Regions from separate parts of the Gossypium hirsutum genome. Here region 2 is linked to region 1. Evidence: chromatin contacts called from public Hi-C data. All regions are on one chromosome and are shown on one strand. The core of a region is the stretch at or near the end of the contact, and the rest is flanking DNA. Distances in the headings are between cores, read along the strand shown. Region 1 holds the start of LOC107942536 (vesicle-associated protein 1-2). Region 2 has its middle 8.5 kb from the start of TRNAL-UAA.

Evidence for each region. Hi-C and Micro-C count contacts between places; a contact is called where the count stands out from the background.
Region 2: a contact with region 1 is called in a Hi-C map of leaf, with 2.2 times the contacts expected there. The contact joins the enhancer-like site here to the promoter of LOC107942536 in region 1. A contact is called at or near these places in 6 of 34 Hi-C or Micro-C datasets (leaf and petal).

The regions. Positions count from the first base shown.
Region 1 is chrA03:1,796,800-1,801,323 of Gossypium_hirsutum_v2.1, forward strand. It overlaps LOC107942536 (vesicle-associated protein 1-2), which reads left to right and starts at 2,527. Exons shown (of 10, transcript XR_005920884.1): 1 at 2,527-2,708; 2 at 2,784-2,854; 3 at 3,005-3,086; 4 at 3,402-3,517; 5 at 3,604-3,768; 6 at 3,861-3,911; 7 at 4,431-4,508.
Region 2 is chrA03:1,835,706-1,840,229 of Gossypium_hirsutum_v2.1, forward strand. No RefSeq gene overlaps it. Among protein-coding and RNA genes, the nearest start is that of TRNAL-UAA, 8.5 kb to the right of the region's middle. Within about 2 kb of position 1,841, at least 3 of the 9 cell types and tissues checked have an H3K27ac peak or open chromatin away from gene starts, as enhancers often do. A contact at or near this core is called in leaf, where this site is marked.

The DNA.
Region 1 (4,524 bases), core at 1,277-3,776:
CTTACTATAATAATATTTCACTGTAGACGTTACCAATATTTAGTTGTTCGATATGTCAAAACTTTGTCCTTAAACCCTTTTTTTTGCCTATATTAATCCTTAAACTTGATAATTATTTTTCTAAATTTTAGTCCATGTGATAATATGGCACTTCAATATTGTGAAACATCATTGCCTAAATTTTTTATAAAAAAAATGATTTTTAAGTGATGCCGTGGACTAAAACTAAAAATAGTTGTCAAGTTAAGGATCATGTTGGGAAATAATACCAAGTTGAGGGACTAAAAGTTGTTTTTATCCTTTTTTAGATGTATACGTATAACATTTTGATTAAATTTAAGGTTAATATATTATTTGGTATCTAAGTTTAACTTTAATGTGTGACTTGGAATTTGAGTTTTTTGTCCCAAGTTTAATACGTGAGTTTGACTTCAATATTTAATTCGGTAATTAAACCGAACAATATCATGTGGCTCAATAATGTACTTAATTGAAATAAAAAAAATTTAATTACTATTTTAAACATCAAAATCAAACTCAAGTAACTACTAAGAAAAAAAAATAATATCAAATTAAATATTTAAATCAAACTTAAATACCAAATAATATATTAATGATTTTATTTAAAAAATATATAAGAACCCATCTTTCTTTAATCTTAACCTCACCAACCAATGCCTCAAAGGTAAGCCACACTGTATTCACCTAATCATATAATTATTTTAAGATAATACCTTTATTTTAATAAACCCAAATTGATTTATTTGCATAGAAAAACCCCCCAAATTGTTTTGTTTAATATATGAATCCACTGCATTGGATTTAGCTATGGTTAGATTTTCTAAAATTATTAGGTTATGATATTTTTTAATATACGAGGCTTTAAATATGTTTAAATGTATTCTTTTAATTGATTTAAAGGTAGAGAAAAATTATGTGTAGAATCAAAATTTTAAAATCAAACTTATAGTTAAATTAATTGAACTATCGATTCATTAATTTATTAGTTTATCTAATTCGATTTAATAAATTATTAAAATTTTTATAAATATAAATAAATAAATAAAAATTTGTCTTCACGAATCGAGTTTCGTTCAAACAACCTTTGGTATTTAATATAAAGTATTAGAGAATGTTTTGTTTTGACATGCCGAGTCATCACAAATCGGATTTATTCACAAGTGGCAAAGTATGAAAGAGACGCCGCCTGGAATAATATTTTGTCGTGGTTTCGACAATGACGTCATTTTAACATGTTTTTTAGTTGCTCGATTTCCGATGTGGTAAAAAAGCACGCCTAAAAGTGTGTACTGCTACAGGCAGGACACACTACTTTGCTGTAGAACCATAAAACCACACGTGTGCTTCTAGTTGTTTCTCCACGTTTCCCTTTTGCTCTGGGCCCATTTTCCCACGTTTGGGCCTCTTACAATATAAGCTTTTCGGCTTTCCGACGGCCCAAATTTGATTTCATATTATTCTAATCTAATCCCATTTTTTCTTATTTATTTTATAATATGAAATAAATATTTTATATTTAAATTAGAGAAATTAATTTAAAAATACTCTACAAACTTGTTTCCAACATCTATTTTTTTAATAGACTTATAAAATACCAAAAATTAATTATTGGTCTCGCTATAATAAATTTTTAAAAATTAGTTATTGGGCCATGAAAGCCCATTAAGTTGCCATTTTCATTTTTGGTTTATAATTTTAACTTTATTTAAAACTTAATTTAACTTTTTCTGAATAACTTGAATCATCTTAGTCTTTATTAACAAGTGTTGGGAGTAACATTTAGAAAAAAAATTTTAAGTTCGAATTTTAGAGATATTATTGTTGAGAGGGGTAATTACGAACTTTGAGAGATTTAATCTTAATAGATCATAAGATGAATACGGACCATACAAAATTACTGCAATTTTGAGTATATTAAGTTTGGTTCATTTTAGGTATGAATCATTAATGTTTATTAACGAGGTTTTAGGTTGGGTCATTGTTGGAGTTTGAATTGGATAGTTTAAATGGGAATTTCAACGTTTTTCTAACATTATTTCATAATTTTTTATATAGTTAATATTTTAACAATTCAATTGTTGATTTTATCAAAATATTTATATTTATCATGTATGTAAACTTTTGAACCAATCCGATATATTTATTATATCGATCTAAAATATTGTTTATATTAATATATATTTAACATTTACTTTTAAAAAAAAATAAAATAAATATCTTAACACACATAATCTACATCAATAGAGCATACAATATAACTGTTAAATCGTTACAATATTAATTGTATAAAATATTAAATTAGATTGTAAAATTACAGTTTTGCAATATTTTCGATTTGATTCATTTGAAGTTTTGATTTTTTTTATTTAAGTAATTTTAATTTTAAAATATTTCAAATTTGAATATTTAAAATATATTAGATTCTCAAATAAATTATTTTCGAATTTAACAAACTTAATTTTTATTTAAAAAATTAATTGAATCAATTTAAATCACTAGTTTTGAAAAGAAAAGAAAAACACAGTTTACTAATAGTAGCCGATTCCCCCAAAATAAGAAGAGAGATAGATTTAGTTATTAATTTCTGTATTATTATTTTTGATTAATTTCTCGATTATTAAGCCATTGTTTCGAAATGAGCAGGGGCGATCTCCTCAGCATCCATCCTTTGGAACTCAAGTTTCCTTGTAAGTCATTTTCTTCCCTCCTGTAATTTCTATTTTTCTTTGATTTTTTTGAATTTTTTTTGTTTCTATGAATAGTTGCGCTGAGGAAACAGATCTCTTGCTCTCTTCAATTATCGAATAAAACCGATAATTATGTAGCTTTCAAGGTATATTCTTCATCATTCATATCGGTGTTTTAATTTTAAATTTTTTAAAATCTTTTTGCTCTGTTTTTGAACCTGAAAATTGTTTGAATCTCGAATTCGAAATTGTGGATTCCGTTTGTGAGTTAATTGATTTTATTTTTTTCTTTTCAGGTGAAAACAACAAATCCGAAGAAGTATTGCGTTCGTCCCAACGCTGGTGTCGTCTTGCCTCGATCCACATCCGATGTTATAGGTACACAAAATAAATTACATTTTGTTAGCTCATTTACTGTTTATTTCTTATTATTAAGGGATGAATCCTATTACATTATTGTAAAACTAATATTTTAACACTCCGATCATTGAATTCATGAATATTTTGTACTTGTCATGTAAAGTATCAAATCAATCTGATATTTCTATAGTATCGATCCAGAATACAGGAATTAACCGTGAAATATGATGGTTGAATTGTTAAAATATTTAATTTTACTGAAAGTTTACCCTAATATAAGTAGATCGAATGGTTTCTAGATAACTTGTAATTGATTTGTTGATATTAATTTAGTTACCATGCAAGCGCAAAAAGAGGCACCTCCTGATATGAATTGCAGGGATAAATTCCTCCTTCAAAGTGTAAAAGTAAATGATGGAATAACTGCAAAGGATATAACTTCAGAACTGGTATCTAATTATTTATATTATATTGTATTAGTATTATTGCTTGATGGTTAGGATGATCTATGGGGATCTTTTTTTATTTTTCCCAGTTTAACAAGGAAGCTGGGCATGTGGTTGAGGAATGCAAGTTGAAAGTTGTTTACCTTTCACCACCACAACCACCTTCACCAGTACATGAAGGTTCAGAAGAAGGGTCTTCACCGAGAGGCTCGGTTTCAGACAACGGACATGTCAATGCCGCAGAGTTCTCTACAGTCAGATCTTGCTGCATATACTTATTGTTTCTCTTGTTGTCTGCAGTTCATTCTACAGATGCTAATGGTGTGCATTTTGTTGCTGAATGCAGGCTGCTAAAGCATTTAACGAACAGCTTGAAGCTCAAGATTTATCTCCCGAGGTAAATTTCGTATTCTTTATTTGCTGTGTAATTGTTTGCTGCTGCATATGCATCGTTGATTTTAATTCATGTTGGTAAGTTGGTAATAGTCATTAGTTTTGGACCAGATGTAGTAACGTCCATATTTTTGGGTCAGATATATCTATTCACTTGCTTGGTTAAATGGATGGTTTCGAGTCAAATTATATACTTTTACAAACATTTTAGTTCTAATTGTTCAGACCAAAATGTGTAGAGCTACCAACGGATCCCACCGGCCCATAGTCTGATTCTGTTAGTCAGACAACGGGAGATCTATTGGAGTACCTGGAATTTGTCTCATATTCAATTTGATCATTGAATGTAGTGCTGCAGCTAGAAGGAACAATTGTTCTTGCGATTTTCCCCTTGTTCATGTGCATGCATAACCGCCTTTTGCAGTATCGAGTTCTGAAGCTCTGTAATCTTTTAACATATATTGAGTGTGATGTTGATACATGCCAAGAATATAATCCTCAAAAATACTTTCTATAATTGCAGACAAGAACTCGTATAACGAAGCTGACTGAGGAGAAAAAAAGCGCACTTCAACAATGTAACAAGATTCGTCATGAACTGGTGAGGGGAATAGATT
Region 2 (4,524 bases), core at 591-3,090, 38 kb after region 1:
TGATTTTTTTCTTTTTTTTTTTATTTTGAAAAATGTCTTGTTTTGGGTTTTTGATTAGGAAATTCTGAAATCTACGTGACCCATCTTTAATGACCTTTCAAACTGTAAAGCTGTGGACTTTTCGTTTAATAATGGTATTCATTTGAACGACTTTGGTCAGCTTTTAACCATTATTATGCTAATGATATTTCAGACTCATCTACATAACCATACCTTGATTAATTTTTAAATATATATATACACACGGCTACGTATAACATAAGTAACACATAATTAATATTTTTTCATTAAAAAATAATATGTATATTTAATTTAGATTATATTGAGGGATAACTTGGAAGAAGTTTTAGACATGTTGTTTGATGGATAGCTGATTGTTTTCTATTTGTTTTTTTGGTGAGATTTTTTCTTTTATACTCTGTCAAGAGTTAATGTGCTGTGAACAATTAACTACCTGGTGAGCTTGGTTCATAGAACTAAAAATGTCTCGATTGGTGGACTTGCAATATTTAAAGCAGATGTGTCAATATAAGATGTGTAATAATTATAAAACTCACTTGCATGTGAAAAGACTTGAATTGTAAACCTAAAACTTATAATTCACTTACTTTCTATTGTTAGAAAATCAATTACTATACTATAAACGACATTTCGGAAATTTCTTTTAAAAAATCGACCTCCTTAACAAATTACTATTATTATAGAAAGTAATAACAATGACTACAGTTGGGCCATCATAAGGGGGGAAAACCCTAATTAATTAATCAATTATTGCATATTGAGACAGTAAAAAGTGTTTTGTTAGGGCATGACATGATGAGTTGGGTGTCTGTCGGAGAGGTGGCTAAAGGGAAAAAAAAACATGAAAATACAAGTTAATAGATCTGCGTCATTAGGATAATAATAAAATAAACTCTTGAATAAAGTGGTGATCAAAGGAGGCGACAAAGCTTTGCTTTAGGTTGGGTTTTTTGCATTGTTGGTGTTTTGATCTAAAATTTTTGCCTTTGCTTATTGCAGATTCTTCATATATGTCTCCCCTTTGTTAAATGATAGCTGCGTACATATCTGTTTGTTTCTCTAAAAACAAAAAAGAATAATAAAAGGGTATGGAAAACATGATTAGATTTGGTAATAAAAAGATGATTTTTGAATTGGAAATGATATTGCTTTTTAGTACTTAAAATTTGAAGTTATTAATGTAAACTTGAGTTTAATTCAATTTAATTTCATTATAAAAAAATTTTAATAATTAAATCTTGCTCAAACTGAATTTCAAAATAATTAAAATGAAATAAAAAAGTGTTGGATGTAATTGTAATGTACATTATACAATCAAGGAGGGAATGTAAGATCGAATTTTGGAGATAAAAACGATGGCAAAGGGCAGGTGGTTGGCTTGGACCCCCAAAATGGTAGATTTTCTATTTAGCCCCTTAAATTTTTTTTATGAAATCACATATTAGTATAATGATAAAATTATACTTTGCGCCCCAATAATTTATGATTCATCTCGACCCTCCAAAGTAATTTTCTGGCTTACCCCTATTTGGAGATGACACTGTTGAGAGGGATAGTGATGAACCCTAGACCTCAAACATAAACTATAAAACGATCATGAAGAATATAAAAAGAAATCTGAAGGAATAACTTGAAATGATCATATTGTTAGACCATGAATCTTTTGCCAGCAATTCAAGACCATGAAGATTTGGACATATTGTTAGACAACTTTGAGAACCTAAAAAGAAAATATGTTTGAACTTTGAACACTAGCCCATTGGGGCAGGAGTAGCCCAGGTTAGGTGCATAGAAAAGCCTAAAAGAGAGAAGTTTGTGACCAAATCATAGTTATATTGCTCATGGGGTAAACCTATATCATGAACTAGATGAAGCGTTTGGACTTGAAAGTAAAAAAAGCCTTTCTTTTTTTCTCGTAAGCACAAAATTGGCTTAAAAATGAAGCAAAAGTGGGGGAATCACGAGAGTATAGATGTGGATGAGGGGTGTTTTGGTCTACAAATTTATTGAGACAAGACACCTTTTTCAAGATAGCTAAGCTAAACTTGCCTTGTTCACTTTTCTAGATTATGGTACTTGGAGCTACTTCAACTTAAAAACAGAAAAGAGAAAAGTGCTTGATTAAGAAAAGGGTGTATTAAAAAGGGGAGTGAATTTAAAACTTTATAGGGTAATCTATAATGGATATTATTCATGTATAGTTCATTAGGGTGTGTTTTTTTTTTTCAGGGTATTTGTCGGAGTAAGTCTAGTAACTAATCATTTACATTCTATAAACCTATTAAGGGATAGATATTGGTTACAAATTTTAAAGCTGTTTCATACCGAGGATTAGAATCAAATCCTCAACCATTTGTTAAGATAGTCATAAGGGTATGTTTCGATAAAAGAATTAGAGAAAAAATTTCATTCCATCAATGTTAAATATAAACTAATTTATTTGAGTAAAAATAACAAAAAGTTAAACATTTATACGGAATTTAAAAAAAAAACCCTCTCAAATGATGCTTGGCCTATTTTCATACATGTACAAAATTTTTAAAGTTTTTAATAATATTATTTTACTTTTATAGTATATAGTTAGTTTTGGCAAGAACAATGTTAATATCTCTTCCCTTATTTTTTATTTTATAAAATAGAAACACTTTTTTTTAATAATTATTCTTTGAAATAATCTATCTTCAAGAATAGTTATACTCGAAATAATTATATTCAAAATAAAACTTCAATTGAAAGCAACTTTTGTTCGAAACAATTCTTATTTAGCATAATTATTCTTCAAAAAGAGATATTCAAAATAATTGTCATTCAAAACAACTCATAGTTAGAATCCTTGTTTTTCAAGAATAGCAATTGTTATGAACATTTATGTTGAGAGCATCTAACTTTAAAAATATACATATTTAGAACAATTGTTGTTCAAAATAGTTCTACCAAGATTAATTCATATTCAAAACATGTTAGGAATAGCTCTTGTTAAGAACAACTCATGTTTGGAGTAGATCTTATTCAAGAATAACTCTTATTCAAAACGTGTTATGTTCATAATAACAATTCTTAGAATATTTTTTATTCAAGAACAACTTTTATTTAGAAAATCAATGTTTAAAACAACATTGTTAAAGAACAAAGCCTTCATAGAATAACTTAGCATAGAACAAAATTATTCGAAAAGACATATCTTCCAAAAGATGTTCTACAGAAGATGTTTCACATAATATTATTTCACCAAAATAGAGGAAGTACATATAACCTTGAAATATGATAGGAGTCTCGCATTAACTTCACCGTCTTAGTTTGATAAAACATATATAAATCTAGTTAAAAGGTCTCCTCTTAACTTTTTCTTGTAGTATTGAGTGTTTCTCTCTTTCTTTCAAAAAAAAAAATAGTGAACTCTTATTCACTATTCACCATTATAAACAATTTAAATTGTAGTATTGAATATTATGATCCGACCATATAATGCAACTTAATAATTGTTAAACATTAGATAATCAATGAGTCAATATTTGCTTACATTTTTTTTTGCATGCAAAAACTATTAATGATATATACAAATGATGTTAATGTATAATGAAAATTTATAAAACCAATTTGTTCAAAAAATTACAAGTATAAATTGATGAATATACTACATTTAGGACACTAGGCCTTAACAATTGACAGCTTTATTGAAAACCATAGTGTAACATCCCCAAAATTTTCGAAGTTCGGAATAGTGACAAATAAATGATAAGTCGGTTATAATTTAAGAAATTCAGAAATTAGAAATTATCAACGTTATTAGACAATGAAGACAAACATTGAAGGTAACATGCAAAGTTTGTATACTAAGAGGAATCAATCTAGGGTATTGACTAAATTGTAAGAAAGTGAAAAGTATTAGGGCCAAAGTAAGAAAATTAAGAGATAAAAATGATCGAATTGAATTAATGAAAGAGGGAGAGGGACTAGAGGTGGAAATTTACCAAAAGAAAGCATGAGTCATCCATGGAATTGTAGGAAAAGTTGGAGGACAAAATGGTAATTAATGGGCATAGATAATTATGGAAATGTAATGATTAAAGAGGAATGCGTAAAAGCATAATTGGTGGGGTAAAATGGTAAATATTATTTTATGATTATTATAATTAGATATTTTATTGGAAAAGTGTAGAAAAATGTAAAAAAATGGTGAAAAAGATGAATAAAAAGCCATCTTCTCTATCTTTCACATCACCCTCCATAGCCATCTTCTCAAAGTTTTACTTTCTTTTTCAAATAAGTCATTTTCACCATTTACAAGCCAATTAAGCTAAATTCCTCCAAATTTCTTCATAATTAGAGAGTGAAATCAATAGAGAAGTGTAGTAATCACTTTAATTTCATGAGAATCCCAACCATAGTTACCTTGGAGGAGAGACAAAGTAGGGATAAATATTGGATATAAGAGATTGAGGTAAGAAATAATAACTTTACATGAAATATATGTTAGTTTTACTTGAATAACATAGCTTGTGA